Linked DNA regions of Sus scrofa: regions 2, 3 and 4 are each linked to region 1. A link is a contact called in public HiChIP or PLAC-seq data. All regions are on one chromosome and are shown on one strand. The core of a region is the stretch at or near the end of the contact, and the rest is flanking DNA. Distances in the headings are between cores, read along the strand shown.

Region 1 (7,129 bases), core at 3,554-6,053:
AGAGAAGGTGGCATTTCAGTTGGGTCCTGACAGATGCATAAGGGTTTAGCAGATGTGTAGTTATGTGGGGGTGGCAACTGCACAAATGATTTCTAGATTGAGGAAAAAGTGTGAGCATCAGTGTGGAGGCATGAAAGGGCACGGTTGGCTTGGATAGTAATGCAGAGTTGGGTGTGACTGGAGTGTAGGGTGTGTATGTATGTGAAAGAGAGAGGGAAAGAGAGAAAGAGGCTCTGGGAGATGAGCTTAGGGTGGGGTGGTAGCTTGGGAATAGGATTGGGAATAGAGAGAAGAATGCTGTAGACTGGATGTGGAATTCTGACTTGTTCTGTAGTAGTGGGGGCCAGAGGAAGTCCTAAAATTTGATAGTTACGTGATAGGAATATAGAACTCATAGAGGTGTATAGATGGGACTATATTTGAGAGATATTGTCAGAAAGAGGCTCTATACAAAGTCATGTGATGCTGCCTATATAGGAGGCAGCCACCAGGAGCTCTCCATTAGTAGATCTGGGTATGAGGCTCTTATGATTGGGCTGGGATTCAACTAAGTCAAGGTGAGGGAAATGCAGAGGAGGGGGCTCCAGTTGAGACACATTTCAGCAGTAGAATTTTCAAGACATGAGGGAGGAGAAGTGAGAGTGACACCAAAATTTCATCCTTGGTAGACTCGTTGGTTAGTGGCATTATTAATAAAAATAGACTATAGAAGAATAGAAGTTTAGGCTGGGAGGGAGGAAAGGAGGTAGGGTGGTATAGAAAGCATATTTGATGTCCAGTTCACATCCTCTTGGCCTCCACACTGTTTTTGACCTTGACTGGGATGGATTGTTACAGGGAAGCTTCACTTCACTTGTGCTGAGAGTGTCTTGCCTCTTGTGCATGCCCCCAGCTTTCACTTTCTGTCTTGAGGCTCTTGAGTCCTAGCACATACCTCAGTGTAACTCTTAAAACATAGTATGATGTCAGCCAATGCAGAAGGGATCCAGAGGCTAAATGCCCCTACTCTCTCTTGTGGGTGTTCAGTGTCTGAAGGCTTTCTTTACCTTCTCAGGGGTGTCTGTCAGAATCAAGCCCTACTGTTCACAGTGGAACCTCAATAGTGCACTTTTATTTTCATTTTTCTTGCCTTTTTCTTTTTCCTTGTCTTACCCTTTCCACTCCTACAGATCTGCTCCTTAGGATCACCTGTCAAGTAAACTACTTGCAGGTAAGTTCTTATTTCAGGCATGACTTTTCAAACAACCTAAGCTGAGATAGGTGGAGAGGCAAATGTTTGTTTGGTTTTAGATGAATTAAGTCTGCAGTGACCAGACCCTCTGCTTATATATTTGGGGCTTGGTTAAAGGGTACAAATGGAGGCTCAAATCTCATATTTTTAAATATTTAGAAGTTATAAATCAAGCAAACACGTTATTAAATGTTGCATTCTTTCACATACCTGCATGTGTTTGAATGTCGAGATCTTAGACTCCTCTGAGTTCTGTGCCGTAATGTGGCTGTGTGAAAATGCACAGGCCCATGACTCACCCCACTTCCCTTTCCACCTCTCTCTCTATAATGCACTGTATAAAGACACTTTGGCCTGTAGGCTCTGTCTACACCTCCAACAATGAGCCACCTTCATACCTAGAGATGTGTGGTGCTATTTGCCCTCAGGAGAATCAGCATGGGAAGGAGGACACTGGAGGCTCTGAGAGTTGGTCCTGGGTACATGGAGCATGGTTTAGAAGTAGGGGAGTGAGCTTTGCATGGACACAACCAAGTGACCTGGAGAATCCTCATGTTGTGGTGAGGGTCATGGTCAGAGGAGAGTCACAGTGGGGTACTTTAGACTTTGAGGCCCAGGGGAGTATTTAGGCATGGTGTGGCCATGGAGCATCCTGCTAGATGATTGGCAACATATATCTGGAGCTTGGAGATGTTGGAACTTGATAGAAATATTTGGGAGCTGGCAGAATATGGATTGTTATGGAATTGTGGGTGTAGATGGACTCCACTAGGAAGATGAGGTGGAGTGAGCAGAGAAGAAGTTCTAAGAACAGAACCCCAGGGGTGGCTGGGGAGGTAAATCCAGAGAAGGAGGCAAAGGAGCAGCAGCCTCTTGGAGTGATTCAGATGATTTCATCTTGACATTTTAAAAGAATTTTATTCTTCTAAGTTGAAAGGCAAACTTAAGTTAATCCCCAAAGCACCATGATGGAGTTATAGTGCTCTCACCTGTGCTCAGTGTCCTATGTATGTAGACTCTTAGATATATCACTGGTCACTCTATGCTCACCAAGCTGTCTGAGACTTTGAGGTCTCTAGCATTCAATGTCCACATGAAACACAGTATTACATGGGGAGAAGCATTGTGTCTTTTGGAGGCATTAATATAATATTTAGACAAAGGATATTATGGGACTGAAGGGGAAATCCTTCAGATCTCAAACCCTCATATGCCTCTAGGCATCCATTGCCTTACCTGTAATATAGGATTACTACTATCATTGTTAGTTTATTGTAAGTATCAGGTAAAATAATAGGTGGGGAAGCACTTTAACAAAAATTAAATGTTCTATACAGATGCAATATATCAGGCTGATTATAAACACTTTAATATAGAATAGGATCAAATAGAAGCTCAGAGCTCTGAAAGGGCTTCAGTGATCATCTAATATGTCTCATTCATTTCCCAAATAAAGAAAGAGAAAATGCAGAAAGGGTAGAGATCTTTCCCCAAACTTTATCACTATTTAGTGGTCAAAAACCTAGGTTTGGGAGTTACCATCATGGCACAGCGGAAATGAATCTGACTGGTGTCCATGAGGACGCAGTTTCCATCCCTGGCCTCACTCAGTGGGTTAAGAATCTGGTGTGGCTGTGGCTGTGGTATAGCTCTGATTCGACCCCTAGCCTGGGAACCTCTATATGCCACTGGTGTGGCCCTAAAAAGACAAAACACAACAAAACAAAATAAACCTAGGTTCGTTGACTTAGTCCCCTTCTACTGTTCACAGCCCTTTGTGCTCAAGTGAGGATACTTGGTGTCCTTAGGGAGAGAAAGAGGAGGGAAAAGGAAGAGGAAGATAATCATATGAAAGTGTGACAGAAGAATCTGTTAGGAAAGTAAGGGAGATTGAGTTTTGTGATGTGGTTTCTTGACCTTGCTACTCTTGGTTTGCTGTGTATGCTTTGAATAATTGAAAGCATGGCTAGACACTGGGGCAATCCTATGGAACAATAAGGCATGATCCCCATGGGATTTTATGCCAGCATAAAAGAGATCAACAAGTAATTACAAATGTCCAATCAGTAAATGATTGTGTTAATAATTAAGTGAAGAGTTATTCTAGATTTTGAATTTTATGAGGTCAGGATAATGCTTGCTTTGCCCCTTTCACAGTATAGTGTTTGGTGACTAGTTGGTGATCCCCAAATAGTTACTGAATGATATGATGGATAGTGAAAGGTCTAAGAAGAAAAAAATTCCTGCTGTCCTGAAAGCATGTAAAAAATGGCCTATCTTGGTCTAGAGTGACAGCAAAATTTCCTGAGAAAATGCTGTTTAGGCTGATATATTAGACAATTGTCATGGCCAAGAAAGGCCAAGGAACAGCATGTGAGAAGACCCGCAGGCAAGAGGGAACCTATCATAGTTCAGGAAGGAGAGATATGTAGCAAGGGGCAGTGGGCACTGGTAGGGTTAGAGTATTGCATTAGTTGTTTGTTGCTGTGTAGCAAATGACTCTGGAACTTAGGGCCTTAAGACCACAAAATCTAATGATCTCATAGTTTCCATGTCAGGTATCAAGAAGTGGCTTAATTGTTGATTCTGGCTCAGGGTCTCTCATGGGGTTACAATAAAAATATTGATTGGGGCTGTAGTAATCTGAAGGATTGACTAGGATTGGAGTATTTGCTTCCAAGAGGTTCTTGCACTTGGTTATTGGCTGGAGTCTTCAATTCTTCTCTGGCTTTAGACCAGAAACGTTAGTTCTTTACTGCATGGGTCTTTCCTTAGAGTTGCTCAGGACATGGCACTTAACTCTCCCCAGAGTAAGTGAATTGCCAGAGAAATAGAGAGAGGCAGAAGATGCATGACCTTTATGATCTAGCCTCAAAAGTGGCATGTCTTCACTTGTACTGTATGGTCTTGGTCATACAAACTAATACTGATACACTGTGGGGGAGACTACAGAAGAATGTGAATACCAGAAGGCCAGGTTCATTGGGGCCATCTTGGGGGCTGGCTGCCATAAGGCTAGATGGAGTAGGGTTTTTAAGCCATATTAAGGCTTTTGGACTTTATTCTAAGAACAATGATAAGACTTGGAAGGGTTTTAAGCAGAGTCCAGCCATAAGACTTCTGTCCCTGAAGAGTGTAAGGAATGGCTAAGTAGAGGCATGACCTCATTCCTGCGGCATAGGTGTGCATTAGTTCATCCAGCCAGTATTTACTGGGGAGCTTGGATATGCCAGGATATGAAGGAGATGTGAGGGGTGTACAGGTGAGAAGACCTCCTCATAGTCTGACCTCTTGAAGCTTACAGTCCAAGGGGTGATACAAGTTAGTAAGAGAGCCGTTACACTCTACCATAATAACTTCTATAGCAGGATAAAGTACAGGTTTCTCTGAGAGCTCTTAGAAGAGCTCATAACTCATTTGAGAGAGTGAGGAAAGGACTTTTGGAGGAGGTGCCATCAAAGTAGGGACCTAAGGATGAGTAGGAAAAGGGTAATGTCCCACACATGGACATAGGCTAAGAAATGAGAAAGAGAATGGCCTGTTTGGGGAACCGAAAGTAATTCAGTGTGTCTGGAGTCTAGATTGGAGGTAGGTGTGGGCGGATGGGTGAGCAATACAAAGTCAGTGCTGTAAGTAGGGTCACATCAGGATGAGGTCTTTTTTCTTGTTAAGGAGTTTGGCCTTTATTTGGGGAGCAAGAGGAAGTTACCAAAGTCCTTTAAGAAGAGAATGCACACTTGAGGGTGATTAATCTGGTTGCAACATGGGGAATAATTTGAAAGCAAGTGTGGAGGCTGGAGGAGGTATTAATGGCCATGATAATAATACAGGTTTAAATTAATGGTGGCCTAAATAGGGTTGGTGAGAATTGGACTTGAGATATTTAGGAGGTTAAGTGGCTAGAATCTGAGGATTATTCATTGAAAGACAAGGAAGAGGAAGTCTAGGGTAAGGCCTAGACATGGCTTAATCATCTGTGTTCCAGGCAATGATCAAAACTGGCACAAAAGAAGGCAGGAAGGGGTATGATGACCAGAAATGAGGTACATGTTCTGGGCTGGGTCTTCCTGATCCAGTTACTGGGATTCAGCTACAGGGCTCAGTAAGCTTGACTTTTTTGGAAGTCTGCAAATTACATCACAGATCCTGAGAAGAGGGGAGCCTGCAGCTATGGAGTGGCTCCTTCTTACCAGGGAGGTTGGATGGCAGGAAATAAAATAATTCCTAAGAACAATAAAGATTTTTTTCATCTTGAGGACAAACCAGCAATGAACACTTGTATACCCCAGAAGACAGTGGAATGAATTCCAGGAGGTTTTATATGGTGGTAAAGGATATTTTACCTGTGATATTTTAACCAAAAATGTTCTATGGCAGCAAATTTGCCTCCAATAAGAAACTACATCTCCCCCATCATATAAAAAGCCTCTTGTTTATAAATACACACTAGTTACTCAATCCTTTTCTCTTTTAAGCTTCTCAGTTCTGAGAGAGTTGAATCAGCGATAAAGACCACTTTACAATACCTATTTCCTGAATTGCACTTCTTATGAATAGTGAACAATGGGTGTGTAGATACTATATATAAAACCGCAGGCCTAATTGACATTATGGGGTCAAGAGTTAAAATTATGTCAAACACAGAGAGCCTGGTAACTCTCCATTTGTCTCCTTCTTCTCTCCACTTTATCCCAGATCATTACCACTCCCACTGGTCCTTTTATACACCCAAGCTAGTCTGATTCATCTGCTTCTCTTTCCTCCTTTCCTCCTACAGATACTGCTAAAATTATTTTCTATTGAGTTATAACTGTATTTCTTTAGCATCCCAAGCTCCACCTTTAGCTTCCAGTGAGTATAGGCTTAAAGATAGGACTTCATTTTGGATGCTTTTTTTGACTTTCTTGTTAGTGTCAAACAATTCCTTTGCGGTCTATTCTGTGAGCTTATGAAAGAAGTTTTTAGAGTCCAGGAGGACCCACTACTTTGTACCGAGTGAGCTGGAGACCCTTTCCAGACAGCAAAAGCAGTTTGCTTGAGCTGTTTACTGCTCTGTTCCTTGCCTCTCACCTCTTTCTACTGTACTGTACATTCCGTCCCCTGCTGATTGTTAATGCTTGACTCTCTGCCCTTTTGGAAGAAACCATTTATGCAACCACAATTATCTTGACTAATTTTTCCCCCAAAAGTGATTCTGCTAACACACCCTGTGCTGTACTCTCTTCCAGAATATTTGCGTTTGAGACTATTCGTGGAGAGATTAACCTGTTAGCAAAAGTGAGATTGCACAGGTAGATGCATTTGCTGACAATTATTGAATGGAACATCAGCACTGGCTGAGCAGTCACTTAAGTCAGAGGCTTATCCCTTGTGGCAGCTGTCATATAATGAGGCTTGAAACAGGCTGAATTAATGTGGAGCTAGCAACTCACTTCTGAACTCTTGAACTCACTTGCTCAGCCTGTTACCTATAAAACTGGTTATTTGAGCTATCTTTACCAAGTGTACAAACAAAAAGCAATTCTGTTGAATACTACTTGGTCATAATCATCACGAACTTCAAATATATTTTTTATTCATATGATAAAGCGTATTCATATGGTATATTCATATAACCAAGTTTAATACCCATTTTACTCTTGAAAAAGTGAAGAGCAAGGAGTTAAGTGACTGGATCTAGTTACTATGTTACTCTGAGTAAGGAGCTGAACTAGATGGAGAAGGCAGTTTTCTTAAAATGTGGCTTATGTTGGCCCTCTTAAACACTCCAAATTTTTCTTTTTCTTCAACAAAATATATTTATTGAGTAACTATTTGCAAGAGATGCAAGATACACTGTGCCGTATATTAAGGTCAAAAGACAGAGATCCTACTTGCATGGACCTTAAGTGTGAAGAT
Region 2 (6,615 bases), core at 1,853-4,352, 210 kb before region 1:
CACTCTTCTCCACTTCTGGTTTGTCTCTGCCATATTTGAATCAGTTTGTGCTCAATACACTCTTAAAAATTTGATATGCCCCAGTTCATCTTTCAACAACAGGATATGTTTTTTTTTTCCTCGTGAAACATATACTTCAAAAGATCCAATATATAATAGAGTGTATAACATTGGCAGTTCAAGGTACTCCTATTTCAGGATATTTCTTTGCTGCTTATTATTATTTTCCGAACCACTCAGCATAGAGTGACTCATTGGGATCGATATGTCATGTTTTAGAAGACTGTTAAAACTCCTAATTTCTTATTCCTTCCACACAGCAACTTCCCTAATAGCAGCGTTGTACCATTATGTAATGCCAATCTGTGCCAGACACTGCTTGTAATCACTTCACACTTAGGTATTTACATAATTAATTTTCATCCCAAAATTGGTAGCACCATGATTCATTCCCTCTTTTACAGATGAAATCTCACCCAGGAAGGTTAAGGCACCTGGTCAAGTCACACAGTAACACATAAATAATCCCCAAGGACTTGAACCCAAGCATTCTGAAAGTCTTCAAAGTAACCTCCCAGCCCCAATCTTAGTGTTTTATCCTAGGGCTGACTTTTGCTTCCACTGCTGGAGAAGCTGTGTGTGGAAGAGAGAATGCAAAAGACTGAGTGGTAGGAGGAAGTGCCTCAGGACAAACAAAGGGAGTGTTCTGAAGTTTGTAAAATGGAACGGAGAAGGAGCAGGTCAGAAATCCTGCCCCAATCCGCCTCTACATGGCCAAGGGCCCTTGGTAAAGGTATTTCATTTTCTGAACCTCAGTTTCCTGGTATGTAAAAAGATGATGATAAGACCACTTTCGGGTGTCCCTCTATGAAATAAGATAATGTATGCACTTTATACAGAGAAACCTTAGCTTCACCTACTCCCACTCCCAATGAAAGGCAAGAGGAAACTTGAGATCTTTGAATTAACTAAATTGAAAAGACAGATCTCTGAGTAGACTTTCCTGAGACTGGAAAAAAAACAAACAAAGCAACAAAACAAAAACTCTCAAAAAGCTGGCATTTGTAAACATAACTTTTGTAATTTCAAATGTTCTTTCTTCTTCTTATTTCTTAAAACTTTCTCTCTTCTTTTTCCTCCCTGTTCATTCCCCTTTGTCTCTTAGTAGAATACTTTTTGGAAACTTTCAGCTTTATTCAGCTAAGAGGAAAGAAGAAAAATTCTACCATGCCAGAAATATATGATAGCTGAGTACCCTGGGGACACCACAGCTGCAAACAAAAGCACACAAAAAAGCTGGCTGAACTGGAAGTGGTATTCTAGAGGGAAGATAAGGTGACTAAAACTGCGATCTTTCCAGCCTGGACTACTTCCGAGTCTACTGCTGTGAGCTGATTTACAGAAAGTGGTCCTTGCCTAACCATCTTTATTCCTTCGTATCCTGTATATTTCATTGTTCAGGCACCCTCTCATTTGCCATCCAATGCTCTGAATAGCAAACTCTCCGGCTAACTGTAGAAGAAAGAAGGCTAGACTTTGGTCAAGAGCCCTGGTTAAGCTTCACTCCCTACTTATTAACACCTTGGGCAAATATTTAACCTCTCAGCTTCTTCATTTGGAAAGTGGCATAAGTTAATAACAGCCATGTAGGTTTGTTTGAGATAATACATGTAAAGCTCTAGCATAGCAGTGGAACCTAGGAAATATTCATTTTATGGTGGCGCAATAATTATCTTTCCATCTATTTTTCTTTCTCCCACAAATGTTAGACATTTCTACTCAGTTAAGAAGGTTTGTCAGGTGAACTATATGAATGAGAAGAGACCATTGTAGGGCAAAAGATATATTATAGTAAAAGACTTCTTTCAGGGATTGGAAGAGTTTTAATGTTCTAAGTTATATTTAGGTGAAAGTCAGAAAAGGAAACATAGGAATGTGAAAATAAATACAAAGTGATATTCTTCACAGTTGTCTCATGGTTCGGACGTCTTATTAGAAAAATAATTTTTTTTGGTCATGAGTGCAGCGTATGGAAATTCCTGGGCCAGGGATCAAACCTGTCCACTGTTGCAACGAACTACAGTCCAGCAATGCTAGATTCTTAACCCACTATGCCACAAGGGGACACCTATATAAATAATTTCTGATTGTCTTAACTATATTTGTAGAAACCATATATTTGATAAGTTAAGAAAGAAACAGAACTTGTGTCCATGAAATTGAAAAAAACTAATTTATTTTTTATTTTATTTATTTTTTAATTAATTTATTTTATTTTTTTTGACTTTTGCTATTTCTTTGGGCCGCTCCTGCGGCACATGGAGGTTCCCAGCTAGGGTCGAATCGGAGCTGTAGCCACTGGCCTACGCCAGAGCCACAGCAATGCGGATCCGAGCCGCATCTGCAACCTACACCCACAGCTCACGGCAACGCCGGATTCTTAACCCACTGAGCAAGGGCAGGGATCGAACCTGCAACCTCATGGTTCCTAGTCGGATTCGTTAACCATTGCGCCACGACGGGAACTCTGAAAAAAACTAATTTAAAATCCAGTTCGCTTTTAAAGATGAAAAGAGAACTTAGATTCTTTCCCCTGAATTAGTAGCTTTTCATGTGAATGAAGCTACCTAGCAGTACCTTTCTTCCTCTAAATGACTTGCTGTTTTCATTCAAGGACTTATTATTTCATAATATTTAAAATTTTAACTATTTTATGCATATGTCATACATGAGGCACTTAGGATTAGAATATGAGCAAATCATAACCATAACCTGGGAAAACAGAAATGATTGCCAATGTTTAAGCATATGTGAAAACTGAGCTTTTGAGGATGTGGTTGGTTCATTGTGCTTATTAAAGGCTAGAGTGGGATCAATCTGATCACTCCTTCTGTGTCCTGGTTATAGAACTCTGTGTCCATAGGTATTTCTAGGTTGCTGGTTTACTAGGTTAGGCGGATATTTATTTTCCATCTTGTGAATGACGGACAAAATTATCCCCAGAGTCAGAAGCTTGGGTGAGCCATTGCTAGGCCTTGAAAACCACCTTTCTCTGTCACACAAGCAGTTGTTGTAATCAAACTGGCTCCGTGCCTAGAGCAGGCTGTGTTACTCAGTGACAGTGGCAATCAAGCATGGAGTAGGAACAAAGAAGTCATAGATGAGGAAATACAGTGACGGTGGCCAGTTAGGATTGGATGCTTTCTATGAGTGGAGGGTTTTTTGTTAAAGAATTTTTTCCTTTAAATATCATTCATCAAGACACATTTGATCCTCTACTTTGGCATTAGATTTACACTTTTTTTTGTCCTAGTTAATACTCTGTTAACACTGCAAGTGATTCTGTACCAGGGAGAGCTCCAGATATTATAATGATCATTCAGAATTCCAGTGATTTATTTTTATTTTCTATTTTTATTTTTGTAATTATTATTATTTTAATAGTTATTTCCCCAATACAATTTTTTTTCTACTGTACAGCATGGTGACCCAGTTACACATACATGTACAGTTCTATTTCTCACATTTCATGCTCATCATAAGTGCTAGACATAGTTCCCATGCTACACAGCAGGATCTCATTGCTAATCCATTCCAAAGGCAATAGTTTGTATCTATTAACCCCAATCTCCCCAACCACCCCACTCCCTCCCCCTCCCTCTTGGCAACCACAAGTCTATTCTCCAAGTCCATGATTTCTTTCTGTGGAAAGTTTCATTTGTGCTATATATTAGATACCAGATAGAGTGATATCATATAGTATTTGTCTTTCTCTTTCTGACATTTCACTCAGTATGAGAGTCTCTAGTTCCATCCATGTTGCTGCAAATGGCATTATTTCATTCTTTTTTATGGGAGAGTAGTATTCCACAGTGTTATATATATCACATCTTCCTAATCCCAATCATCTGTCAATGGACCTTGGGTCGTTTCCATGTCTTGGCTATTGTGAATAGAGCTGCAATGACATGCAGGTGCATGTGTCTTTTTTAAGGAAAGTTTGTCCGGATATATGCCCAAGAGTGGGATTGCTGGGTCATATGAGAGTTCTATGTGTAGATTTCTAAGGTATCTCCATACTCATCTCCATAGTGGTTGACCAGCTTACATTCCCACCAACAGTGCAGGAGGTTCCCTTTTCTCCACACCTGCTCCAGCATTTGTTATTTGTGACTTATGAATGATGCCATTCTGACTGGTGTGAGTGGTATCTCATGGTAGTTTTGATTTGCATTTCTCTAATAATCAGTGATGTGAGCATTTTTTCATGTGCTTGCTGGCCATCTGTGCATCTTCCTTGGAAAAATGTCTATTCAGGTCTTTTGCCCATTTTTCCATTGGGTTGTGGCCTTTTTGCTGTTGAGTTGTATAAGTTGTTTGTATAGTTTAGAGATTAAGCCCTTTTCCGTTGCATCATTTGAAACTATTTTCTCCCATTCTGTAAGTTGTCTTTTGTTTTCTTTTTGGTTTCCTTTGCTATGCAAAGCTTGTCAGTTGGTGAGGTCCCATGGTTTATTTTTGCTCTGATTTCTGTTGCTTGGAGACTGACCTGAGAAATATTTGTAAGTTGATGTCAGAATGTTTTGCTTATTTCTTTTCAGAGTTTGATGTGTCTTATTTTAAGTCTTTAAGCCATTTTGGTTTTTTTTGTGCATGTGAGTGTTCTAGTTGTACTGATTTACGTGCACTTCCAGTTTCCAGCACCATTTCTGAAAGACTGTCTTTTCCATTTTATTCTTCCACCTTGTCAAAGATATTGACATAGATGTCTGGCTTATTCTGTTTCTATTCTGTTCCATTGGTCGTCTGTCTTTTGGTACCAGTACCACACTGTCTTATGACTGTGCTTTGTAATATTGCCTGAAGTCTGGGAGTTATGCCTCCTTGCTTGGTTTTCGTTCCTAAATAGGTTGGCCATTCTTGGTTTTCGTGGTTCCATATAAGTATTTGAATTATTTGTTCTAGTTATGTGAAAATGTCATGGTTAATTTGATAGGGATTGTATTGAATCTGTAGATTGCTTTGGGTAGTATAGACATTTTCACAATATTAATTTTCCAACCCAGGAGCATGGAATCTTTCCATTTCTTTACATCTTCTTTAATTTCCTCGATTAATGTTTTATAGTTCTCAGCATATAAGTCCTTCACCTCCTTGGTCAGGTGTATTCCCAGCTATTTGATTTTTGGGGAGTGCAATTTAAAAAGGTATTGTATTTTTGTATTCCTTTTCTAATATTTCATTGTTAGTATACAGAAATGTGACTGATTTCTGAATGTTAATCTTATATCCTGCTACTTTGTTGAATTTGTTGATCAGTTCAAGTAGTTTTTGGATTGAGTCCTTGGGTTTTTCTATATATAGTATCATGTCATCTGCATACAGTGACAGTTGTACCTCTTCTCTTCCTATTTAGCATTTCCAGTGATTTTAGATCCATGCTTGATAAGGGCATATGCCAACTCTCACTTGAATTAGATCCACTTTTTGGAGACACTTTGTGTTTTTTTGTTTGGTTTTTTATTTTTATTTTTTTGGTCTTTTAGGGCTGCACTGTGGCATATGGAAGTTCCCAGGCTAGGGGTCGAATCGGAGCTATAGCTGCCAGTCCACACCACAGCCACAGTAACGCAGGATCCTAGCCTCATCTGCAAACTACACCACAGCTCATGGCAACCTACTCAGCCTCAGCGAGGCCAGAGATCAAACCCAGGGATCGTGACCACTGAGCCGCAATAGGATCTCCAACACTTTGATTTTAACATTCACCCCAGGCTAGATCCAGTCCATTCTGGGGAGGATAGAATGAATTTCCAAGTGAACTCTTAAGTCAGAATTTCTTAAATGCTTTGAAATCCATAACATGTATATTTTGTTTAAAAATGATCAAGCACTTAACTTTCATATCTATCCATCTAGGTTTTTTTTTTTTTTTTTTTCTTTCATTTTTGGCCTCCCCACAGCATATGGAGCTCCTAGGCCAGGTTTCAGATCTGAGCCAGTCATGACCTGAGCTGTAGCTGTGGCAACGCTGGATCCTTAACCCACTGTGCCAGGCCAGGTATTGAACCCATGTCCTGTACTCCCCAAACACCGCCATTCCCATTGCACCATGACAGGAGCTCTTCTATACATCCAGTTAATAATAGTTAAAAAATGTAAAGAACAAATGACAACAAAGATATAAATGTATAACTATTGCTCAACTTTATAGGGAAAGTGTAAAAATTAAGGATGGATGAATAAGGGCGGGAAGTTGTGGTGGTTATAATACAATTTATTTCTTCTCGTTTTACAACATCAGCTATATAGGCGAAGATACAGGGTGGAGATACTTTGGGATTCCCTGATGGCTCAGTGGGTTAAGGATCTGGTGTTGTCACTGCTGAGGTGCTGGTTTGATCCCTGGCCCAGGGAACTTCCACCTGCCACGGGCATGGCCAAAAAATAAAAAATAAAGGTGGAGCTGCTCTGATGACACCAGAGGCATCATCCTTAATCGTGGTTGGGTAGAACTGCTGTCCTACAGGGTAAGGCTGAGGCTAGCCTGGAAACAATAACACAGAAAGGTACTGGATTCTGAAATAATATCCTGCATAAACTTAAAAATATTGG
Region 3 (7,456 bases), core at 362-2,861, 240 kb before region 1:
TTTGCGGCAGGAGGTGCTCCCACACGTTAGTTTCCGAAAGAAACTGCTATAAAGGAGGCAGGACGGATATTCAAGGTATGCTGACCGGCATGCTAAAGTGAAAAAGGACAGGCCAGAGGTCTTCCAGGCACTGGGGTAATTTCTACCCCGCCTCCATGCATCTACAGCACTCCATCTCCCGAGCGCACAATTGCCATCCCAGCCCAACACTAAATACCTTCCCCCAGATGAAAGCAACTAAAGGCTGGGGGTGGGGGTGAGGGGGTGGGGTGCAGCCATTAAATAAAATGGCTAAAAAAACAAATGTTTTCTCCACAGCAAGATGCACCGAACTCTCCAGGGTTGCAAGCACCTAAGTCTCTGAGGGGTCTGGGGGAGTGCCAAGGAAGGGGGCTATGGGAGGGGTGGTAAGTAATCAAGATCAGTAAGGTGCTTACTCGTTGTCAGAAGTCGCCGTCTCCTCGCTCATCTTTCCCTCACCGTGATCCGATCTGGAGATGGAGGAGCAACAGCAGACGCAGGAGCAGCAGCAGCACCGAGGGGCAAGAGGCAGCGGCGGCCGGGGGGGCGCGGGGGCAGCGGCTCAGGGGCCTCACCATGGTGGATGTCTCACCCGGAACGGTACCCCCCCAGCCGGGAACCCCGGCCACCCCCGCAGGGGGGTGGCGGCGACAACCTCCACCGTGGCGACCCCAGCCTCTTCGCCCGCCTCAGCGCCCAGCCAAGAGATCCGAGGAAGCCAGGGAGGGTGGGAGGAGAAGAAAAAAGGCAGGGGGGCTGCAAAGGCAGACTGGAGAGCTGCTCCTCCGGCCACTGGGGTGGAGCGCGGCGGGGTCCGGCCAGGAAGGAGCGGGCGGGCGGAGAACCCAGGAGCAGAGGCGGCGCTTCCCTCAAGGATGCGGCGAGGAGGAAGCAGGGCTCCGCTCGGTGGGGGCCGGCGGGGGGGTGCCGAGCCCAGACCCGGGCGGCGGCAGCGCGGTCCTGCGGAAGCCCACCCCACCATCTCCCGCCTCGCGGTCGGCTGCCCTCAGTCCCCGGCGGCGACCGGGCCGGTCCTTCCGGACGAGCAGAAGCGGGCGAGGGGCCTCAGGGCGGCGGATTCCTCCAGACACGCTCTGGCCGGGACGGTTCCAGAAGAGGGAGGAGGGGGCGGCGGGACGCGTGTGAGGCAGGGGCAGGCGGACCGACCGCCCCCAGCCGGGCCGGAGAAGAGCGACGCGCCCCAGGGGCAGGGTCACGAGAAGCGTCGGGAGAGCGAGGGAGCGGCCGCGGGTCCCCCAGCAGCCTGCGCCCAGCAGCAGCTCGGCGGGTCAGCTCCTCACGCCCGCCAGAGGGGAGCCGCGAGGGGGGCGGCGGAAGCGCTCACGCCGCCCGCTCCTTCCGCCGCCGCCGCTGCCCGAACCGGGGGCGCCCGCGGGAGAAGGAGACGAAGTAGTCCCTGGCGATTTCCCCGCACCGCCAGCTTCCCGGAGAACCAGAGTGGGTATGGGGCGGGGTGGCCGAGCGGGGTGACCGGGCTGTGAGGGTGTAGTGGGTAGGAGGGCTAAAAGCTGCGACCTCAGGACGAATCACCGCAACTCGAAGTCGTGTGCAGCATAGCAAGTTTCAGGAAAGTAGTTCCCTCCTCCCTTCATTTCCCAAATCGTTGTCGAGCCACAGAGCGGGGAGAGGAGGAGGGAGGCGGAGGGATACGCAGGCACGGTGCTCGTGTGCGTGCGCGCGCTCCAAACTCTTGGCACGCCGCGGAAGGAGGCGGGGGTGGGAGCTGCACCGGGAGCAGCTCCGGAGGTTGCATTGTGGCGGCGCGGTACTCCCCTTAACTCGCTTTGGAATATCCGGGTTGTTTGAACCTAGAGGCTAGGATGACAGCGTGCTCAAGGAGGCAATGGAGGCTCCTCTGTTCAGCTGTGTGTGTGTGTGTGTGTGTGTGTGTGTGTGTGTGTGTGTGTGTGTGTGTTTTCCTTGCAGAGCAAAGAATGGAACTGGCATGAGTTCATCTTTAGTTGGTGGGGGTTGGAGGGAAGGGACTACATGTACAAAGAGAGCTCCTCCTGCTGTCCCTCTGGTTGCACTGCTGCAGTCTCCTAGCTGCATGCACTGAAGGAGTGTGTGTGTGTGTGTGTGTGTTAGAGAGGGAGAAAGAGTTTAAATACCTTGGATTCTTACTGAGCAAGGGGTATTCTGTGCGGGGCATTCATCTCAAAAAGCTAGCGTGGTTGTTAATGGAGAACGACTTCCATTGAAGCCCTGGGTAGGCGTGTTATATGAATCTGGCGCAGCCAGAAGCACAGGAAATAACTCCCGCTGCGAGTGAGGTTGCATAACTATAGCGCAGAAGATGCCTCTGTGGCACGCACGAACTGCTCTAAACCGAGGCGGAACAATTATTCAATAGGCAGCTGTCACGTTTGCAATGTTAGAGGACAATGTATGCATTCAGCTCAAAAGGTTTTTGCACAGAAACCTACTGGGGTTTGGGCCAGAGTTTAAGGGTCTGCCGGACCAGAGGACTCAGCTCCTGGCTCTGCAAGTGCTATTATCTCTTACCTACCTAGAAAGGCAGCCTGTACTGGATCAGGCCTGGTGGACTGAGTCCCAAGTTTCTGACGCATCTCCCTAGGTATCAGTATGGCTCTGTGTGCAGTGCTTTTTTTCTCTCCTTGGGTTTGTGCGACCCGAGGACGAAGGTTGCTGCTCCTGCCACCTTGAGGAATAGAACAATTCCTGAGAAAGAAAAAGTGGGAGACTGCCGAATAAGTCAGCACTCGTTTGCCATCCATCTCCAGGAAGTTTCAGGACTGCTGTTCCAGAGAGTCTGGACCAAGCCTTTATATAGTATTTTGGACATTGTAGGTGCTTAGTCAATCCTAGAGGAATAAATAAAGGAGTTGAATCAGTCTGCCCAAAGACCCTCCCGTTGATTTCTGAGGTTTTATATAACTCTTGCTTCTTGTCTTGCAGCAGAATTGTCCTTTCTCAGGGCAAGGAAGGGGTAGTGTTAGTGACAGGAAGAGGTAAAGGGGATAGGCAATAGTCAGAAGTTGCCTCTGAACCTATGTTTTTCATATTGTTCCTGCAAAGAAACTGTGACGAGAAGTGTTGGAACTGCCCCCTCTCCTTCCAATACTGCTGCTCACCACATTGGCTGCTTGGATTTGAATCAAGTCCCATCAGTTATAATTTGTATTCTAGACAATTTTTGTTCTAGGCAGGCTATTTACATTCTGTCCCTGTATGAAATGGGGATAATAGTACCTAACTCATAGAACTGCTGTACTGATTAATTAGGTGATAGTATACATAAAGTACTTGGAACAGATTGAGAGCTGAAGTCTTCACTCTCACCTTGATTTTACAAAACAGATAATAATAAATTCCATGACAAAATGGTGGCAGTTGCTCTGAAGTTTCAGTGTAAAGCATTCAGTAGCTTTGTTCATTCATTCAACAAATAACCATTGGTTTTCTTCCATGTCCCACTCTTGTTAGGCACATGGTCTGGTCCTTAGCAAGCCATCAATAAATGATAGCACAGTCAACAATCCGTTCACTGCCTTTGGTGTTCCCTGGGCCACTCTCAGGACCCTTCTGTGCTCTTCTTTAAAGGGTGCCTTTGTAACTCTCTCCTCTCACTCAGTTGTTGTTACCAACTTTAAAAGAAAGATTTTCTTTGTATGGCCAGAGCGCTCAGTCATCTACCCTGAAACCATCAGAAATGGTCCTGCAATAAGGCTCAGAGTCCAGGGGTCTTCTAGTCTGACTATCAGCAGCTGCTCTTGTCTATCCCAGTGTTTGGCTATAAGAGGTACAAAAGACATCACAAGAAAATGCATTGTGTGAGACCTTATTTGGATCCTGATTTGAATAAATATTTTAAAAGTTGAGATAATTGGGGAAACAAACACTAAGTGAAGATTGCTGATAACACAGAAGTGGTGTTGTGGTTGTGCTTTTTAAGTCCTTATCTTTCGGAAATACCTACTGAAATATTTGCAGATGCATTGATATGATATCTGAGATTTGCTTCAAAATAATCTAGTGGGGTGAGGAGTAGAGAGTAGTTTAAATGAGACAAGATTGTGTGCTCCTTGCTTTTGTGGGGGTGAGGGCATACCTGTGGCATGCCGAAGTTCCCTGGCCAGCGATTAAATCCTCGCCACAGCAGTAACAATTTAACCCACCACAAGGAAACTTTTCTTTGTTATTTTATATATTTGAACATTTCCATAATAAAGTTTTTTTGTTTTTAATGTGCACTGCAAGTACTGCTTTAATGCAGATTTCTAGGCCCCACCCCAGAGATTTTGCTCAGCAGATTTGGAACAGTTCTGACAAATCTGCTTTTTCAGAAGTATGCCAGTTGTCCTTCTTAAGCCCTTTACAGTCTTCTCCTCCTTTCCTTGTAGCTACTTGTGTAATCCCATCTCCAAACACATCCCTAACTAAAAGCTCTTCCTGCAGGACCCCAAAAAAGGGCAGTCCAAGGTATATCACAGGCTAAGATAGATACTGATCAAGGACAGAGAGCAGGTTCAGCTAAGGAAGGCAAATCCAATAAGATTTGAAAAGCCACACTAGAAGATAAATATAGATCACAATTTCACCCAAGTTCCAACTCCATTCAGCTGGTATAGCTGCTAGTGAGACCTAGTCAAGAAGGATTCTACAGCCATGTCGGGTCAGCAGGTCAGCGGACACTTGTATGTGCTTGGTTGTGTTTTCTCAGGTATATCTTTGAAAAGAGGCTGATCGTGAAGAGCTGGTGCTCACAGGTGGCGCTCAATGCTATTGCCCTCAGCTTTAGAAATTAGCCACAGCCACTTAACCTGTTATAGAGGATTAATTATCAAAAGCATCCATGAACCAACAGCACAATTGCCAGCTACTTGCCAGTGGAGGACATCATCAAAGTTAAAGTACAAGTGGGTTCTGGGTTCCATGACGGTGTCAGACCAGGTTTTAGAAGCACAGCAAAGGTGGCCTGTTCTCACAGAGGCACTAACCAATGATGGCATGTAGGGCTCCAATTCAAGGCTTTTCCTCCCTCTTTCCAGACCACTTGGTCCATATGATTATCTTTCTTTTTCTTTTTCTTTTTTTTTTTTTCTTTCTCTTTAGGGCTGCAGGTGCAGCATATGAAAGTTTCCAGCCAAGGGGTCGAATCAGAGCTACAGCTGCCAGCCTGTGCCACAGCCACAGCAACTCCAGATCTGAGCCGCATTTGTGACCTACACCACAGCTTGTGACAATGCTGGATCCTTAACCCACTGTGGGAGGCCAGGGATTGAACCCTCATCCTCATGGACACTAGTCAGATTCATTTCCCCTATGCCACAATGGGAACTCCCCATATGATTATCTTTCTTATGAACTCAGAATTTGTCTTCAAAAATTTTTTTGCTTTCACTGTTTTATACTTGTATAGATCATTCTCCCTCTCTCTCGTTTCCTAATCACCTTTTTTTTTTTTTTGGTCTTTTTGCTATTTCTTTGAGCCGCTCCTGCGGCATATGGAGATTCCCAGGCTAGGGGTTGAATTGGAGCTGTAGCCACCTGCCTACACCAGAGCCACAGCAACGCTGGATCCGAGCCGCGTCTGCAACCTACACCACAGCTCACGGCAACGCCGGATCGTTAACCCACTGAGCAAGGGCAGGGACCGAACCCGCAACCTCATGGTTCTTAGTCAGATTCGTTAACCACTGCGCCACGACGGGAACTCCCTAATCACCTTTTTTGAGTTCATATTTATTTAAAGTGGCTTGAAGGCAGAGGCTGAATTTTGTGGGTTTATTTATTTGTTTTTGGTGTTCTTTTCAGCAATTATTTTAAACAATGGTGGCTTTTCAGATATGGGAAAGCTTTATATATATAAAAATGAAACTGTCTTGCCTGACACTGATGGAAATCAGGAGTCTCCTCTAGCTTCCTATTGTGACTTAAATACTACTGCAGTTCAGCCTTTCACAATACTGTCCCTTGCACTAATAAACTCTCAGCAGATACTTGTATGCTCAGAAAGCCAAAAGAAGGCACAGCCATGCCAACATTTGAGGTTCTAACAGTACATAAAGTACATGTACACATTTCCAATTCTAAAATTACTCTTAACACTATCCCTTAGCAGATGTTATTAAAATTTTGTATTTTAAAGCTGCAGTTAATATGTGCTTAGATCAAAGAGGACTCTATTTTCATGCAGTACTTTGTTTAATGAATGAGTGTGTGTGTATGTGTGTGTGTATAACCAGTCTTTTGGCTAATGAGCTCTGCCCCTCAGTGGAATTACTAAATGGTAACCATGTTTCTAAATAGTTTCCTTGCCTCTGGCATGAGTCTGTTTCTCCATCACTAGGGTTTCCATGTTCTTCCAAACTAATACAAAGTATAAAGGATAAGTATGCTATTTTATTTTTCTCCCAAAGGACTGCAAATTGTTGGTCTGGTAGTATCCGGTGAGTGTGAAATCAGTTTACTTTTAATGCTATAACTGCCTTTTACAGGAAGTTTCCACAAGATTACAACCAGTGCAAGGGAAATGTGCAGTCTGCGATTTCCTTTCTTTTCAGTATAATCTTAGCGGGGAAGCTGCTTACTAGGCCGCCACACCACTAAATAAAGCATCTATCTCTTAACCATTCTTCTCCCAAGTGGCTTTGGCATGCTGCTTCCAGTACAACAAATATGAAGGATTGAAACATCCGTTACTTAACATTTCCAAGGCCATGTGTATGCAACACATGTTCAGTACAACAAAGGAGTCTGAGAAGTTCCTTGGATTCTGTTTTAAATATGGCATTTCACTTCCCTTTTAGTGAGTAATAAATAATTAGCCATTGCATAAGACTTTAAAACTTACCTTTCTAACACCCTTACCCACTAAGTATTATTATCAACTTCAATTGGCAGAGAGACTTAGGAACTGAAGATCAGAGAAGTTAGGTGACTTGCCAGAGGTCACACATTAGTGAGGAGGTAGCTAGAGCTCAAATTCAAATTTTCTCCTTCAAAAGCCTCTCTCTGTGTGTTTGTGTGTGTGTGTGTGTGTGTGTGTGATATAAAACTTCTTAAAGATGGGATCCTTCATGGAATATTCTACTTCAAGTCAGTGTTACTGTAGATGATGACCTGGCAGGAGAGCTGTCTTTTTATAAAAGGAGAGTTGAATTGCCCAACTATTATCAGCTGCTTTTTGTGGGCATTAGGTACGTCAATTCCCTTACACCATCAGTTCTCAGAATGTGATCTGGACACTTTAGGGTTGCTTTTGCCAATCGGTAATGAATTCTAAAGCCTTGATAGGAAGACTACTTCCCTCAGGAGGCAAAAACATCTGGTTGTCTTTTGGTGAGGTTAGCACAGAAGTTACTAGCCATGTGGGGCTGTTTACATACAAAATTTAATTCAATGCGATTAAAAACTTACTCTTCAGTTATACTGGCCACATTTCAAGAGC
Region 4 (7,324 bases), core at 4,357-6,856, 130 kb before region 1:
GTATAGAATTAAAAAATAGAGGCATTTGTGTAGGAAAATGGACCATGAACTCTAAGGGATGCTTGAGTTTCTGCAGGAAGCCATTCCTTGTTTCCCTCTCCACAGTGTTTCAAATTTAGATTTTCAACTTGAAATCAGTGATGATGAATTCTAGCACCTCCACCATCACACCATATCTGTCTGCTTTTTCTCCTGTGAGTGGTGCCATTTTAAAGAATATAAACCACTTCTCTCATTGCTTCCTAAGATCTTATGCTCTAAAATGAACTCTGTATTCACAGACCAGTGAGAGAATTAGTACACTATGTAACAGAGTGGTACAGGAATGGAAATGACAGTTAGAGATCCTATTAATTATCCTGTATTCAGATGTTAAAAGTGAGGAGTTCTCCACAGACACAGAGAACAGACTTATGGTTGCCAAGGGAGGGGGGGAGTGAGTGGTATGGACTGAGAGTTTGGGGTTAGTAGATGCAAACTATTCTGTTATAGAATGGATAAACAATGAGGTCCTACTGTACAGCATAGGGAATTATATCAAATTTCTTGGGATAGACCATGATGGAATATAAGAAAAGGAATGTATATATGTATGATTGGGTCACTTTGCTGTACAGTAGAAATTGGCACAATATTATAAATCAACTATACTTTAATAAAAAATATTTTTTTAAAAAAGTTAGGAGTTCTCTTGTGGCACAGTGGGTTAAGGATCCAGTGTTATCACTACAGTGGCTTGGGTTGTTGCTGTAGAGCAGGTTCAGTCCCTGGCCTAGGAACTTCCACGTGCTGTGGGTGTGGCCAAAAAAATGATATATGTGTGTATTTCAATGTATTGGAAGAGAGGAGGAGTGGAGGGCAGTGCAAGGGTGCTATTTTTGTTAGTAGAGAGATGAGATATGATCTAAAGCCAATACTCTTTAAGGATAGTATTTGAAGTTCTAACACTAATGAAGAAAAGCACTGAAAATAAGTTAACTCTGCAAACTAGGAAGGGAGGGGAAGGAAGTAGAATCGCATTAAAGTGCCTTACCTTTTATGGTGAGCAATCAAAAGATACTGTGTAAAGTTGATGTGTCAAGAAACAGAAGTATAACATATTTTTTTATGGTGATGGAAGTTATAAACACAAGAGTAGTGGCTTCCCTAGGGGCTGAAGCAGGGCTTCAGGGGACCTTTGCTCCCCACTCTCTCCCATTCAACTGGAACAAGTCTGCTTTTTCTTTGTCTTACATCGTGGGTTATAGCGAAATATTTTACTTAAAAAAAAAAGGTCCCTTGCTTTTAACTGTTTTAAAAACATAATCTAGGACAAGATGCATCTGTTAAAAAGATTTGGATTAAAAACCTAAATTTCTGCAGGGCTAAAGAAATTACAGAGAAAGGTAAAGGACTTTCATAGCATAATCTGTATCCATTTGATCTCTCTATATGATCCATATCCAAAATGATCCTCTTCACCTGCAAGTTGCCCCAGAAACCATAATTTCCCATATGATCAGGCTATAGCTTATTGAACCAAGAGTGAAGAGCCCATGGAAGTTTCACTGTTTTAAATTTGGGTCCTCAGGTCCTCGACTCTGAGATTTGAACCGAGTCGATATATATGTGGGAGCTCTGGTGTGACTGTCTTTGTCACTTTTCAGGGAGACAGAAAAGAAGTAGAAGAAAGCAAAGAGGAGGTCAGGAAGCATTAAAGGGCACCAGAAAGGAAATTTTCCACTTCTTTGCATTTCATAGTTTTCTGCCCTTGATGAAATTATTAGATTCCATTTTCCTAGATCTTTCCAATAAGACCTTCATTACATTTGTCAAGAGTGCATGGGTATCTTTTCCTTGGAACCAAGAAGAAAAGAAAAGAAGAGAAGAAAGTCTTGACTAAGATATAGAAGGGAACTCAGAGAACTTTGGAGAGAGAGCCTAGAATCATCTGAAGGTGACAAGACTAGTTAATCAAATGAGTATAAGAGAAAACATTAGAATTCAGAGAGGCTCAGATGACCGACATTGAAAGGGCACAGCCCATAACCACCTGCAAGATGAGTTAGTCATTGGAGCTCAGAGAACCTATTGAGATGAGCATCTGTTGACCAGTAAGGCCTAAAACAATAGCGTCTATCAAGGGCATGGACAGAAAAAGACTTTGCTTTCCTAGGGACAGAGAGAACCAAGGGCAGGACCTTACCATTGGATTGGGGTTAGACATAGAATAAACAAAGGTAGAATAAACAGGTAGAGCCAGCTGACTAGAAGTGGTGATAGGAATAATAGGAGTGACTAGCATGGACTGAGTAGTGCTTGGATTTATCAAAATAATTGCATTGAGAAAACTGTAAGCAACTTACCTAATTTGTGTATGACTTTTATCATGAGATTCCTATAAAGAATAGTGATAAAATAATTTAATAAGCTGGATGCTGGGGCCACCTGGTTCCATGAATTAGACTCAGTTCAACCATCAACAGCTCCCAAGTCTCATTCCTAAGCCCACAGAGGTTCTGGGCAAAAGAAAGGTCTACTTGGTTAACAGGTTCCACACAGGAGGTAGACCATGCATGGATAAGCAGAAAACATTTGCTCTCTTTAGGAGTGCTGCAGCCTGGTGAATTATTGTGGAGGGAGAGTTGCATTATAAAAGGGAATATTGAAGAGATAAAAGACATCTCAGTGTTTCTGTGTATAGGAAAATTTGCTACAATTCAACACCTTGCACTTCTGAGAAGTTTTCTTTTTGCTTTCCTGGATTCTCATTTCGCTGGTGATGGAGAAGATATCAGAAGAGTTGGCAGGCCATTTCTAAAAGGATCTGGCCCCTGGTGCCAATTCTTGAGATAATTATCCATAATGCAGCTTTGTTGATTAAGTATCAAATATTTAACCAGTTCATGAACACATTCAAGTAGAGGAAGATATATAATAAAACAACATCTTTATTACATTTAGAAAATCACAAACATACTACCTGCTCCTTTAAATTTGTTAAACCTAATGGTTCTTTTTAAATCTATGGATTTATAGAATTCTGTAAATATATTACAATAATATCAATTGCATAAGCACTATTAGAGAAACATTTGATTCAACTTTGGGAAAAAGGTCTCCCTCTTCTCAGTAGGAGAAAAGAAATGCCTTGTATTTCTTATTTGGCTCTCACAAGCACATTTGCATGCACCTATTTATTTAAAAGCATTTGCCTTTTGCCCTAAAGGTGCATTTTCTTTAAAAATCACTAAGATTCCCTCCACACTCTTATTATTTTGACCAATATGTGCTGTGTAGCAAAATGTTCAGGAGTGTGGGTGGTGGTGGAGAAATCATACGATGAAATGGACAAGCAGTCTGTGAAATTGCTATCCTGTGCTGTATATCACATTTCCTACTTAATGTTTTAGCATAGTACTATGGCTCTTCTAAAAGGATATTTGCACTATTGTCCTTGGGAATGAGAATAGAATCCATGACTATGCAATGGCTTTCACACATGGTTGCCAGGCTTCAAAGAGACTTTAGCTCCGTGCTCCTCACTATAGGAGCTAACAGAGGCTAATCTGTTATACTAGGGCTTTCCCTAGTGTGATCCACAGCCAACCTGCCTGAGAATTCTGTAAATATTCTACACTCACATCAGTTGCATAAGCACATCAGTTGCATTAAAGAAACATTTAATGCAATCTTAGAAAAAGGTTTCCCTCATCCCAGATCTACCGATATCACAATCTCACCCTCCCAGCCACCCACCAGTTTGTCCACTCTTTGAAGGAGCAGTTCTCAAAGTTGGCTGCATATTGGAATCACCAAAGGAGCTTAAAAGTGTCATGAGGCCCAGTTCCATCTCCAGAGATTCTGAATCAATTGGTCAGTGGTGTAGCCTGAGCATCAGGGTACTTGAAAGTGACCTTAAGTTGTAGGCAAGTTTAGAGCCACTGCTCTAGGGTTCCTTAGCCTGTGGGAGGGGAAAGTGATTATTTCAGTGTCAATTCCCTTTATTGCCCTTGGCTGCGGAGCTCCCATGTGCAAATACTCTGGGAAGCCCTTCATTTCTCACTTTTAGGAGGAGGGAATTTTCTCTGTCTTCCAAAAAGGCTTCTTTGGTATTGATGATCTTTGCCCTTCTAAGTCACTCAACCTCACTTCCCCTTGAAATCCTAGAAGGGATATTAGGAGTAAGCATTCTAAGAGGATGGCCTATTTATAAGCACACACCAGCTTCAGAGCTTCTGGACTAAAGCCATACCTTCCATGATAGGCTAAGCACAAAGTGTAAAGAAAGAAGTAGGTGCACTTTGATATTGTTGACAAAAATTCTTAACTCTTTTGACTCTTGTTCCTTTTCCTCTGCCTATCTCAAAAGTTCAAGAAGACAAATCCACGGGTCCCTCTTCCAACTACTTGCCCTGTTTCCTGCTGTCTTGCTTTTGCTTAAGCCTCTCTCTCTTTGAAATGCCTTTCTTCTATTCCTTCTTCACCTGGTGAACTCATCACATTGTGCAATTTTCCCAACAGTCCTTCCTTTAGACAGAATTAATTGATTGTTTTTAAATGCTTACACCTCATCTTGAACATATTTTAATGGTAATTCTTATCAAACTCCATTATAGCCAGTTGTTTTCACAGTCGTGGTCTCTGCCAGATCAATCCAACAAACATTTAATGAGTGGCCATGACTGCCAGGCCTTGGGTTAAGCAACACAAAAATGAATCACATTCTCTCTACCTTCCCTTTAGGAGCTCATATTGCAGTGGGAAAGACAGACAAATCATTATAACATCCCTGGAGAGATGCTATAAAATATAGATAGAGAATGCTAAGGAAAACTCTAAGTGCTTAGGGCTGTTATTTAACACGGAAATACTTAATTTATGGATGTCATAATCATCCTCAATTGTAAAGGGAATCTGGGTTAACTGGATAAATAGTTAATCTTTGTCAAAATGCTCTTTCAGAAAAGTCTTACCATTATAGTTGGAAACAATATTCTGTCTATGATCAACTATAGTTCACCTGCAGAATGGTTACTGTGATGATATGAGCTGTGCAGAACCTTTTAAAATTTTGTGCTCTCTTCAAAAGTTTGGACAAATTTCTAAGATTTCAGGTGCCAATTCCCAGGTGCAGAAGGAAAAAAATACTGGGGTTTGAATTTATTAGATTTGGATCCGAACCTCGGTTTTATTGTTTATTAATTAAGTGGCTAAGTTACTTGCTTTCTAGGAGCATCAATTTCTTCATAAAATGAGGATAAAAATCAATACAATCACATGATGGTATGGATGATTAAATAAGACAGTGCATGCAAATCACTACATATGGTGCCCGCTGGCACATAAAAAAAACTCAGTAAATGTTGGTTTCCCTCTATGTACTTCCCCAAACGAAAAAAGAACAGGTTGGTCCAGAGCCAGAGAGAAAATGCCAAAAGGACTTTAGGAGCAGATAGCAGTTACTTGCTCCTCTTTTGATCTGTTAAGTAGTATCATTGCCCAACTTGCTGAGCTTGTCCAGCAGCTGAAGGGTTAATTTTCAACTCTAATTCCCTCTCCAAGTTTAGACTCAGGCCACTTGGGTTCAGAGTTTCCTGCGTCCAGGATGAGCAGAATTCCTGGCCTTCCTCCTTCAGTGCTAAGCTCCCAAGGCTGGCAGCTGGAGGCGTGCTCCTGATTTCTTTCCCTCTCCAACACCACACCAGGCCATTTGGAGAGGAGAAAGAAGGTTGTTTAATCTGCAGTTCAATAAATATATCAGCGCTGGGCAGACAGCAAGGACTTGTAAAATGAAAGAGGAAGGGCTTTCTGTTTCGTGTCTGGCTCCCCCAAACCCTGAGCAATCTGTTCCTGTTTAAAACAAAAAGCAAAACATGTTTCCTCAAACTGGTTTAAAAGAATAGTGATGACTAAGGCAGTATATTTATTTCAGCTGTCACAGGAGTCATGAATTCCTGGATTTTCTTTAAGAATTCTACCGTATTTTTACATCATTCCCTTCCTGGGACTCCTGAAAGAAATTCTTTTTTGGATATTAAGATGCCAGGGGAGCAAGTTCTCAATTCTGAAGCATTTCCTTGCTCAAAAAGTTTAGAACAGTTTGTGGAAATGCATACAGATCTGAAGATGGTGAGCGAGGTTAAAAAAATTAAAAAGACAAATGGAATTTACATTCATTCATTTAATAAATAATCATTATGCACCTATTGTGTCCCAGGGATCATAGATACAGTTTTGTGTTAACAAAGCTGAACAGGATGTATCTGACTCCTCCTGTTCCTTAACAGCCTGGGGGACTGCAGACAAGTAAATATATCATCACAATGTAATGTGATAAAAGCTCTGCTAGTAGAAGTGCAAGGCTACCTAGGGGAGGACTCAGAGATCCAAAGGATAAGCAGCATTTAGCCAATTGAAGAGAGTTGTGGGTGCAAAGGGTGTTTGTTGTAGGCAGAGGGAATAGCATATCTTAAGGCTTAGACATAAGAAAGAGTGGAGTGGGTTTGAGGAATTAAACTCCTTGCAATGTTATCTGGATCACAAATGTAGCAGGAGGATAGCTGGAGATGAAGTTGGCAGGATACCTACTGACTTCCCCTCGGGAGCTTGATGCTGGTAAAGTGTGAATTTAGGGTTGGAAGGAAGGTAAAACTCCATGCAGATTTTGGGCCCAAGCCATCTACTTGAACAGAGACTTGCCAAGAGATGTGTATAATATGATACCTTGTTTCCCAGTTTACTCTTGTTTCGTGTGTGAATAATTTCCAAAGGAAACTCGAGGGATGTTTGATAGGGCTAGGTTGAGATATTCCTCACCCCACTTGCTAAATTTCAGAACTTCATCTCAGGCTTCAAATCCTGGGATGTTGGCATCCTTGAAAGATGGAATCCACTGTTCGGGGTGTCAAGTAATAAATGGAAGATGAAGAGAGCGTGATGGGAATGAGTCCTAGATAGAAGGGCTTCTTGAGCCCTTAGCTGAGGATCAATAGGTATCAATTATCTTTGTCTGGCCTTTATGGGTTGAGGGATGAGGAAGTGAGAAAATGCCAGGAGAACAGATCTTTGAATGATGAGCAACTTAAATACTGATTAGAACCATGCCACATGTGGCCATTTTAACACTTGCTACCTTAAAAATGCAGCATGGGTTTGCTTCCATTAAAAATACAATTTTTGGGAGTTCCCTTGTGGTGTAGAGGGTTAAGGATATGGCATTGCCACAGTAGTGGCTTGAGTCACTGTGATAGTATGGGTTCAGTCCCTGGTTCAGGAACTTCCACATGCCACATGAGGCACAGCCAAAATAAAAACAAACAAACAAACAAACCAACAAACAAAA

The links. HiChIP or PLAC-seq counts read pairs in DNA pulled down with a chosen protein or histone mark.
Region 2: an H3K27ac HiChIP or PLAC-seq map of alveolar macrophages shows a contact between it and region 1. The contact joins two enhancer-like sites. A contact is called at or near these places in 2 of 47 Hi-C or Micro-C datasets (embryonic fibroblasts and fetal skeletal muscle) and 1 of 2 datasets of contacts at active chromatin or transcription factors (alveolar macrophages).
Region 3: a contact with region 1 is called in an H3K27ac HiChIP or PLAC-seq map of alveolar macrophages. The contact joins the promoter of SPRED1 here to the enhancer-like site in region 1. A contact is called at or near these places in 4 of 47 Hi-C or Micro-C datasets (alveolar macrophages, embryonic fibroblasts, skeletal muscle and 1 more) and 2 of 2 datasets of contacts at active chromatin or transcription factors (alveolar macrophages and skeletal muscle).
Region 4: an H3K27ac HiChIP or PLAC-seq map of alveolar macrophages shows a contact between it and region 1. The contact joins two enhancer-like sites. A contact is called at or near these places in 1 of 47 Hi-C or Micro-C datasets (heart right ventricle) and 1 of 2 datasets of contacts at active chromatin or transcription factors (alveolar macrophages).

The regions. Positions count from the first base shown.
Region 1 is chr1:133,247,223-133,254,351 of Sscrofa11.1, forward strand. No RefSeq gene overlaps it. Among named protein-coding and RNA genes, the nearest start is that of TMCO5A, 130 kb to the right of the region's middle. Within about 2 kb of position 4,804, at least 4 of the 83 cell types and tissues checked have an H3K27ac peak or open chromatin away from gene starts, as enhancers often do. A contact at or near this core is called in alveolar macrophages, where this site is marked.
Region 2 is chr1:133,041,074-133,047,688 of Sscrofa11.1, forward strand. The region is part of intron 1 of LOC106506784 (basic salivary proline-rich protein 2-like); the gene reads left to right. Among named protein-coding and RNA genes, the nearest start is that of SPRED1, 28 kb to the left of the region's middle. Within about 2 kb of position 3,103, at least 8 of the 83 cell types and tissues checked have an H3K27ac peak or open chromatin away from gene starts, as enhancers often do. A contact at or near this core is called in alveolar macrophages, where this site is marked.
Region 3 is chr1:133,015,114-133,022,569 of Sscrofa11.1, forward strand. It overlaps SPRED1 (sprouty-related, EVH1 domain-containing protein 1), which reads right to left and starts at 1,612. Exons shown (of 7, transcript XM_003121622.6): 1 at 438-1,612. The coding sequence starts at 469. It overlaps LOC106506784 (basic salivary proline-rich protein 2-like), which reads left to right and starts at 498. Exons shown (of 3, transcript XR_002345566.1): 1 at 498-1,479.
Region 4 is chr1:133,113,890-133,121,213 of Sscrofa11.1, forward strand. The region is part of intron 2 of LOC106506784 (basic salivary proline-rich protein 2-like); the gene reads left to right. Among named protein-coding and RNA genes, the nearest start is that of SPRED1, 100 kb to the left of the region's middle. Within about 2 kb of position 5,607, at least 27 of the 83 cell types and tissues checked have an H3K27ac peak or open chromatin away from gene starts, as enhancers often do. A contact at or near this core is called in alveolar macrophages, where this site is marked.